Regions from separate parts of the Triticum aestivum genome. Here region 2 is linked to region 1. The links are chromatin contacts, called in public Hi-C maps. All regions are on one chromosome and are shown on one strand. Each heading gives the region's core, a stretch centred on a gene start, on an enhancer-like site or on the middle of the called end of the contact. The rest is flanking DNA. Distances are from core to core; before and after follow the strand shown.

Region 1 (4,400 bases), core at 424-2,923:
GAAAATAGCCAACGCTTGTATAAGAAGACCATTTGCTGGATGAATGGTGAATTCATCGCAGTCGCAACTATGGATGTCCAGAAGTATTCCACCCAAAGCATTCAACATATTGTTAAGAATTCCAGCAACCTCACCAGATCTGTTCAAAGGATCTTGTTACAAACTATTTAAAATAATTTGAATCACATAATTTAGGGTTCAATCTAGGAAAAAAATGTACTACATTATTTTGCATAGAGAGCTAGAGATAAGTAAATAGTTAGCAGACTGCAAACAGTTATGCTGATGAGTATTTCTCATATTTTAGGTGTATTTCATCATTTTTCTCTTTTCTCACTGCAATAAGTCATATGCCCTATATTTAGTGTGCCAATTGATTATATGCATCAAGTCTAACAAGAAAAGAAGAACCTGCTCTAGTTTCATTTCTCCTCCCAACTGTAATTGTCAATTCTTCATCCACATGGCTCATGTCATGTGCCCCTCTTGGAACCACTACCCTTATATAATAAAGCTCTGGAATTTTCTCTCTCTTTGCGGCGAGGAAAAAGGTCCAGTTCATCCTCTACAGTTTAGAGTCTAGTTTCGATTTGTCAATCGACTTAAAATGAATTCACCTTTATTCTTAATTTTCAGCCGATCGGTAACAAATAAATAACAATTACACAGGACTACCAACCAAAAATACAAGTAATGAATACTACATGACTAACAACAGTAGTACTAGAATAGTAAACCCATGTGATCTCGGAAAAAGAAAAAAAAAATAGTAAACCCACATGAATAAAACAGTACACCCAAAACAGTGTGGAATGCTTACGAGGAGAATGTTAATACCAAACATACATTAGAAAATAAATACACTATGGATATTGTAGGCTTGGAGGGAATGATATTATTCTACACAGGAAAACAAATTGGGAATTCAATCATAGCACTTGATCGGACGGATAAAAAATTCGATCGAAACTGAATTAATAGTCAGTTGACTGAAAATTAGCAAATTCTGGGAAACAAAATTAAGCGTCCAGCGCACTTAATTTAAGGTTGATATAAGTTGTCGGCCCTCGCATACTTAAATTGATCAATGAAATCTCTCCCCTCGTCCTCCCCCCACCTCTCAATCCTTTGTTCCGTCTCCGTTCCACCACCCCTTGTTGGTAGGCACGGAAGTAACATACAGTAGTACTCCTACTGAATAGCAGAGAATCAGAGTAAGTAGAAAAGATTGGGGGACTAGTACGTACCTGTCGATGGCAGCATTGATGAAGACCACTGTCCGTTGAAGCACCCGGCTTGCTTTGTCTTGGTCGTCGCTGCTGCCGCCGTCCGACAGGTAGGCCTCGGCTTGGGACGGCGCCAGAGCCTCTGGGATGGAGGCGGCGATCTCGTCGACCTCCTCTGCAATCACCGGGTTCTGATCGGCACCCCCATCTGGCAACTGCTCGAAAAGGGGCCGACGGGACCAGAGGGTGAGTAGGATGGCCACGGACGCAGCGACGAGGCCTATGCAAATCGGCGGAGAGACACATGAACAGGAAGGAGGACGCGGCGCATGATTGGGGCTGCAAGTCAAGTCGAGGTACTGCTTGCAGCGAGCATCTGGCATGGTTCGCCGTGGTCGCCCGTCGGCGTGGGCTTCTTTGGAGGGAGGGGCAGCGGGATATGTTTGTGTTGGAGGTGGCGCCGTCGCGGTGGGTTTTATAGCCGTCCGTCTTGGCATTTTCCTTCCGTCGCTGCTCAGCTGCTGTCGACGTCGACGAAAGGGAAAGGCGTAGCGATTATTCGCCGGTGCGTGCGCCGTCCGGTGCCAGGGGGATACTTCCTGGTAGTTTCCTCCATTCTCCTTCCGGCCGGCGTCCAGGACTTAATTTTTTCTTTTCTCCATGGAAGAGATGTGGCGCACGCATCAGCCATATACTAGTCCGTACTGACGTACACCGGTCCATCCCTTTCATATCGCAGGGTCAGATTGGTAGGACGCCGGCGCCTGATGACAGTAATGTATGTGTTCCTGCGTACCTCAGCTGGCTGTCTTTTTCTTTCTTTTCTTCATTTGCGGGAACACTAACGGGCTATTCTTGCTCTACCGGATCACGATGACAATAATTTTAGCCAGATCCAAACTACTAACGTGCTAAAAGCCTAAAATATGCCCACCACTAATTAAATCACACAGGGCCCAGTAATGTGCTACTTCCCCCGCAATTTTTATTTAGTAATAATGTGCTACTTGGCGCTCGGCTCAACTACGAGAAAGTAACTGCAGGTGCCCCCGTGCCGTGGAAATGTGGCGAGCCATGGCGAAACATTGAAGCTTACCGGGCATCAGTTCTGTTAGGCCGACGGGCATCGAGTGGCTGTTCGACGTGCTGTATCCCCTGCAGGTTGATGACCGCATGAGGGTCCTTATGGTGCTGTGGCGCGCATGGCATGTTCGGAATGAGATCGTCCATGAGAAGAGGCCACCCCCAGTGGAGGCTTCATGCCGGTTCCTGCTCAGCTATGAAGCATCTTTGGCTGCTATCCAGCGAGACCCGGACGGTGATCACATGAAGGGCAAGATGGTGCTTGTGCCCGCGGCGAGGGGGGCGCCGGCAAGGCACCAGGAGAACGCACCAGCGCCGGATAGCATGTGGCAGGCCCCAGCCCCTGGGCGTGTTAAACTGAACGTCGACGGTTCGTACTGCCCCGCCTCTGGTGCTGCGGGTGCAGGCATGATCTTGAGGGACAGTAGTGGAGCAATTATTTTCTCGGCGTGCAGAAACCTTCTCTTCTGTGCAGATCCTTTGCAAGCGGAGCTGGCGGCCTGTCTCGAAGGCCTAAATTTTGCCATGCAACGGTCTCCTTTGCCTGTGGACGTGGAGATGGACAGCCCGATTGCTGTGCAGGCTATCCGATCAATGAAGGAAGATAAATCGCAACGCGCGATGATGATTTCTGAAGCTAAGAGACTTCTTGGTGAAAGGGAAAGTTCAATTGCCCATATTAGTAGGACACAAAACTGTGTTAGGCATAGACTAGCTGAGTTTGGCCGAGTAGAAGCTAGGACTGCCATATGGTTAAAATCTGGACCTGCTAATGCACCGGAACTATGTATGGAGGATCTCCCTCCAAGCTGAGCAATGAAATTCCCTTTAGCCCCGCAAAAAAAAACACTGTTGGAAGCCAATCTTCAACGGAAACTCCAATATAAACCGTTGGATGGGAAATGTACGCACGCGACGAGACGCAGCCCAAACATCGCACTTTCATTTATACTAGAATATACGTATAAAAAACGCCCGCCTTGCATATTCCATGTTTGCACAAATCCCCCTCTGTGATGCTCCCCTCTCAATATTACTCCAAACAGGAGATTTCTTTCTTTGTTTCTGCTGCGGATTTCTGTAACTAACCAGCGTCGAGACAGCAGATGCGAGTTCCGTAGTCAATTTGCAGGTAGATTTACTTACTGGCACTAAAAGCTGCTGGCAGGGTCTCCGGCGTGATAGCCGGGCACCCCTTGACGCGCCTGTTGAGGAGACCTGTGCAGCAGTCGAGGCCCGACAAGGAGGACAGCCGCGGGCAGTCGACGATGCTCACCTCTGTGAGCCGAGGGAACGCCAGTTTCGGCATGTCATCCCACGCCACCAGTCTCGGCATGTCGTCCAGCACGAGCTTCTTCAGCTCCGGGAACACGCCGGCGCCGCAGAAGCCACCGTCGATCCTCTCGACGCAGGGCAGCTCCTTCACATCCAAAAGCTCCAGGCAGGGGAGCTCGCCGAGGGCAGGCAGAGCCTTGAGCTTCCTGCAGTTCTTGAGGCACAGGCGGGTCAGCTTCTTCAGTCCGCCCAGCCAGGTAGGCGACGTCTCCCCTGGGTACCTGGTGATACGCAGGTCATCTAGATAGCTGTGTGGCTTGAGGCCTTCGATGACGGCCACCGTTGGGTCGGCAGCAGTAGGCTGCTGCGTGTTCGGACTTCGGAGGCCGCCATTCAAGCTTTAGGACCTTGACGGACCATTTGACTCCAAGTCGAGCCTGCTCGGCTTCCTCCTTGCTCGTCTTCTGTTTCTGTCTTTCCCTTTGTCACCCCGGCCCACACTCAGTGTCTGGAGAAACATTAGCTTGTTGACTTGATCACCGAGATCACTGCTGATGGTGCTAGGAAGGCCTAGGTACACCTCACATGTTTCAGCTTGCCAATCTTCGCTGGAAGTTCAGTTATTATGTCTGTCCCGGTCAGATCCAGTACTCTCACACCATTGCCTTGTAGGAGTATATCTTTGTCAATGGCACTGATCAAGTGCGCTGGATCACTATCATGATCACCATCCTTTAGGACTAGCAAGGTCCGCAGATTGCTGAGTCCCACTCCTATATATGGAGTACTCCTTGAGCTTATCAAGACAGCCGCTGG
Region 2 (4,485 bases), core at 415-2,914, 110 kb before region 1:
GCTCCAGATGAGCATTCTCCTCTCCCAAAAGCTTCCTTATTGTCCAAGGATCTCGTGGGAACAAACCGGGGTGAAATTGATGAGGAATCCCGTATGGAGAGGTAACTTTCACGCTTGATTTCCTTCCATACGACCAATCATGGTTGTTTGGTACGCCGCCTTTTGCTCTAGTCCTTTTCGGCAAATCGGCCGCCATTTCTTTAAACAAACTCAGAATTTGACGTTCTTTGCCTCGTTGGATTCGTATGAACGACGCCGATCCATTTCTGGTTTTAGATCTTGGTTTTAAGCACTTTGAAAAAAAATGACTTTTTCACTCTCCGAAACGGCATATTGAACCTATCCTTGATTATTTCATCGTGTTTGATCCTAGGTTGCTCCAAAACACCCATAGACACAAGAAAATAAAGAAAACTAATAAAAAACAAATAACATACTAAACGTGCAATGCTCACAAGAGTGAAGAGACAGTGCAAATACCGGTAATCATGCATAAATGGACAACTATTTGGTTTAATGGGACATGATATATGAAGAGAACATGCAACAAATGTGCTAAAAATGCATAAAATATAGAGCCATCACCATGACAACGTGGTGCAGCTTCACCACCATGTGCATCTTTGTTTGGAGAACATGCCGCTCAATGCATGGAATGAGGAGAGCGTGGCCAAGTTGATCGGCGGGGCGGCTGTCACACACTGCTTTGGCGCAGACATGAAGCAAAAGAAGCAAAAGGAAGACACGTTGTGCCGCAACCTCTGGGCTTGGACAACCAACCCTCGGCAATCCCCAAAGACATGTGGCTCACGCTCATCGGCAGTAGCGCCACCAATAGCAACATCGTCGTCTCCAACACCAAGCCACTCCTTGACTTCAACGCAGCCGCGACCAGCTCATCCTCAACAACGCAACAGGGGAGGCTTGGCCTCAAATTTCAGGTCATTATTCACCTCGATCTTCGTGAGGAGTTTGCCCAAGACGCCACTAAAACTGCATTGATTCCCCAATGGTATTTTCCCTTTCCCTTTTCTTTTTCTTTTTTCCCTTTTTCCTTTTTCTCTAACTTTTTATAAAATCAATGAGCTTTTTCAAATTTGTGAATTTTTTCCTAATCAATAATTTTTTTAAAATTTGTGAACTTTTTCCATAATTGAATAATTTTTTTTCACAATCTATGATTTTTTAAAAATTTGATGAACTTTTTCTAAAATTGATGATTTAAAAAAAAAAACTTGGTGAACATTTTAAAATTTGTGATTTTTTTTCAGAATTGATCAATTTCTTTTCACGATCAATGAAAATTTTCAAATCAATGAACTTTTTTGCAAACTCACTATTTTACCATTTTTTCAAATTCAAGAATTGTTTTCGAATTTGTGTTTTTAAAATATTTGAACTTTTTTGCATGTTCGTGAACTTTGTTTTGAAATCTGTGAATTATTAATTTTTCTTTCCACATTTGTTTTAAGAAAAAACACGTTTTGTGCAATAAATAGCCGGTCTACTATTGTTTCTTAAAAGGTCCGTGATTGATTCCTCGTGAATAACCATTTTCTCGGTTGTTTTTTAGCGCTGTGATGCGCGTTCATGGCCGGCCCAGCAGATGCTGTCGCCAGTGCCCGTGGCGCTGAAGGCGCAGAATAGGAAGTCCCGAGATGGTGATGCGGCCTTGGCGGGTTTTCACGGACTGGGCCATGGCAAATGCGCTCTGTCCGGCTGATGATAGGCCCTTGGCTCGTAAAGCTGGTTAAAATGAGCAGCTTTGGTTTGGAAACGTAAATTAGTCACAGTATACCGCGGGCGCCTATTTTAGGAATCATTAAGGTTTTAGAAGGTTTTTCTTCCTATTATTCTACATCTATTTTTTGAGTTTCTTTTATATTTTTATATTATTTTTCATTTAATTAGTAAACATGTTTCGAATTTATGACTTTATTAAACTCGTGACTTTTCAAATTCGAAAAAAAACTTGTGTTCTTTTGAATCCACGAACATTTATTAAATTCACAGCTTCAAAATTATGAACATTCCTCAAACTTATAAACATTTTTCAAGATGACCTTTTTTGTATTCATTAATAATTTTTATATTTTAACCCGTAGAAAATTTCCGAATTCATGAACTTTTAAGAATTCCTGAACAATTTTCAGCTCTTATTTACTTAAAATTTATTTAATATTTTTGTATTCGTGAACTTAACATGTTTTTAAATTCGTGAACATTTTTTTGCATGGTTTGGGGCATCTTGCTAGTAGTATATATAGGTAAATGGTTTTGGGCATCTAAGTAGGGAGCCTGGGCTCCTAGGTGCGCCAAACGGTTGTCATGTTTCCTACTATCCAGTAATATTTACTATCACTTGAGTTTCATATGTGTACTACTATTTATCAAATCAAAAAGTATGTACGCATAATATGTAATATATAAGAATGTTTAGGTACTATATATACTGCGAGTAGGGTGTTTTGTTGCTTACACTCATCTGCACCCGGTCAGAAAAAAATTCGTAAAAAATTCAAAACAAAAACAAAAAATTCCAAAAAAATTGTGCGGTAGAATATTTGATGCGTGAGGCCCGTTCCAAATTTCAATTCATTTGGAGATCTGAGCAGCTCTCGGCAAAAAAGACAAATCGGCCCAAAACAATACATGAATAGTAAATATTTTTACAGATCACTATTTTTTTTGCTGAGAGCTCCTAAGATGTCCAAATGATTTGAAAATTGGAGCGGACCTCACGCATCAAATTGTCTAGCGCACAAAAAGAATTTGGATTTTTTTGAATTTTTCTACTATTTGTTTTGATTTTTTGTCAGCGCGGGTGCAGATGAGCTCGGGTGCAGAGATGGATTTGTCATATTCTACTTCTTAGGTAACATACATCGTATTTTGAGTATACTTTTTTTTACGTATAATATGTATGTATTTCATAAATACAATAAAAATCATGGGCCAACCTGTAATTTTTTCCTGTAACTCACTTTGAAATATCTTATACATAGTATATGAACATACTTACAGTGTTACAGTAGTATGTATGCTACCACATGATAGTATATGAGACATGAGGGTAACTACCACCAGTTGGTAGGATGTATTTTTCCTATATATACCATTTGTGTAGTATATTTCTTTATATGTATAAATATGAAGGTATTTTTTTGAACAAAAAAATATAAAGGTATTTTTGAAATATACTAAAATCTATGAAGTCACTTGCAATTGTTTTTCATGTAACCTGTTTTGAAAAATCTTAGGTGTAGTATTATGTATATCCTACTACGGGGTGTTAATACACCCTATATCTCATAGAGTAGCATGTGGTAGTGTCTATCATATCTTACCATAGAACTTGTTCAAACCGGGGAGAGAGAGAGAGAGAGAGAGAGAGAGAGAGAGAGAGAGAGAGAGAGAGAGAGGGAGGGAGGGAGGGAGGGAGGGAGAGAGAGAGAGAACCCTGTCGGGCCACCGGGGCGAGCGTGCACTACTACGAGTTCACGCGGTCAGCCACGGAGTTTGAGGAGCCTCGACGTACCAGTAAGAGAGTGGAGCTCAAGCTTCTGCACCTTTCATCCGTGACCGGAGGAGGGCGGCGCGGATGACTAACTCCTCCTTCGGCTCCACAGCAAGGACGCCCCAGTCAACGGGTGCGGCTTCTGAGGAGGAGTGGCTACCAAATTTGAAAATAGTGGCAACGTACGACGGCGAGGGGATGGGAGAGGATGGGGAAAGGGCTAGGAACGAACCAGCCAAGAAAGTTCGCTAAAGTTTGGTCCACGATGGGCAAAGGGTGGGGTCCTTATGGGGCCGTGGTGGGCCAGTGTGAGCCGATCTGACGTCGTGTCCAGACCGCCTCATATATGTTCTTATATATGAGCTGGATATGAGGATGCCGAACAACACAGAGAAAAGGACTGGATATAGGGATCAACTGGTCTCCTTTTCTTTCTTCAGGCTATGTCTGAACTATCCTTCTGAATATACAAGGGAAGTGTGACTTGTTTTCTTTTTGCGAAAAAAACATTCGATCTATTCATCAATTGTCAATGTAGTATAAAGAACACCAGAAGTAAAAAATTACATCCAGGTTTGTACACCACCTAGCGACGGCTTCAAGCACTGGAGCGAGCTGAAGGAGGGCCACCATCATCATCCCTCCCTCACTGGAACCGTCGTGTTAAGGCCCCATAAGACCAGAAGACCAGAACAACAACCGCCTTTGATGAAGAGCAGAGTAGATCAGCAGGATCCAATTTGTAGACACACGAATGAAGATGAACGAATGATGGATCCATGAGGATCCACCAAAGACATACGTCGCCCGAATACCTTGAGATCCGCAAGTGACAAACCTCCACACGCCCTCCAAAGACGTTGAAAACATCAACCGGACGGGGGCCAGGCGGGGTTAACCTTATTCCATCCTCAAAGAACCCCTGTTGTCTTGCTTTCATGAGTAGGCCATAAACCTTACCAAAATTG

The links. Hi-C and Micro-C count contacts between places; a contact is called where the count stands out from the background.
Region 2: a contact with region 1 is called in a Hi-C map of leaf, with 2.4 times the contacts expected there. The contact joins the enhancer-like site here to the promoter of LOC123184313 in region 1. A contact is called at or near these places in 3 of 5 Hi-C or Micro-C datasets (all in leaf).

What each region holds. Positions count from the first base shown.
Region 1 is chr2A:17,144,578-17,148,977 of IWGSC CS RefSeq v2.1, reverse strand. It overlaps LOC123184313, which reads right to left and starts at 1,673. Exons shown (of 2, transcript XM_044596460.1): 1 at 1,248-1,673; 2 at 1-139. The coding sequence starts at 1,609.
Region 2 is chr2A:17,251,805-17,256,289 of IWGSC CS RefSeq v2.1, reverse strand. No RefSeq gene overlaps it. Among protein-coding and RNA genes, the nearest start is that of LOC123184314, 38 kb to the left of the region's middle. Within about 2 kb of position 1,664, at least 3 of the 8 cell types and tissues checked have an H3K27ac peak or open chromatin away from gene starts, as enhancers often do. A contact at or near this core is called in leaf, where this site is marked.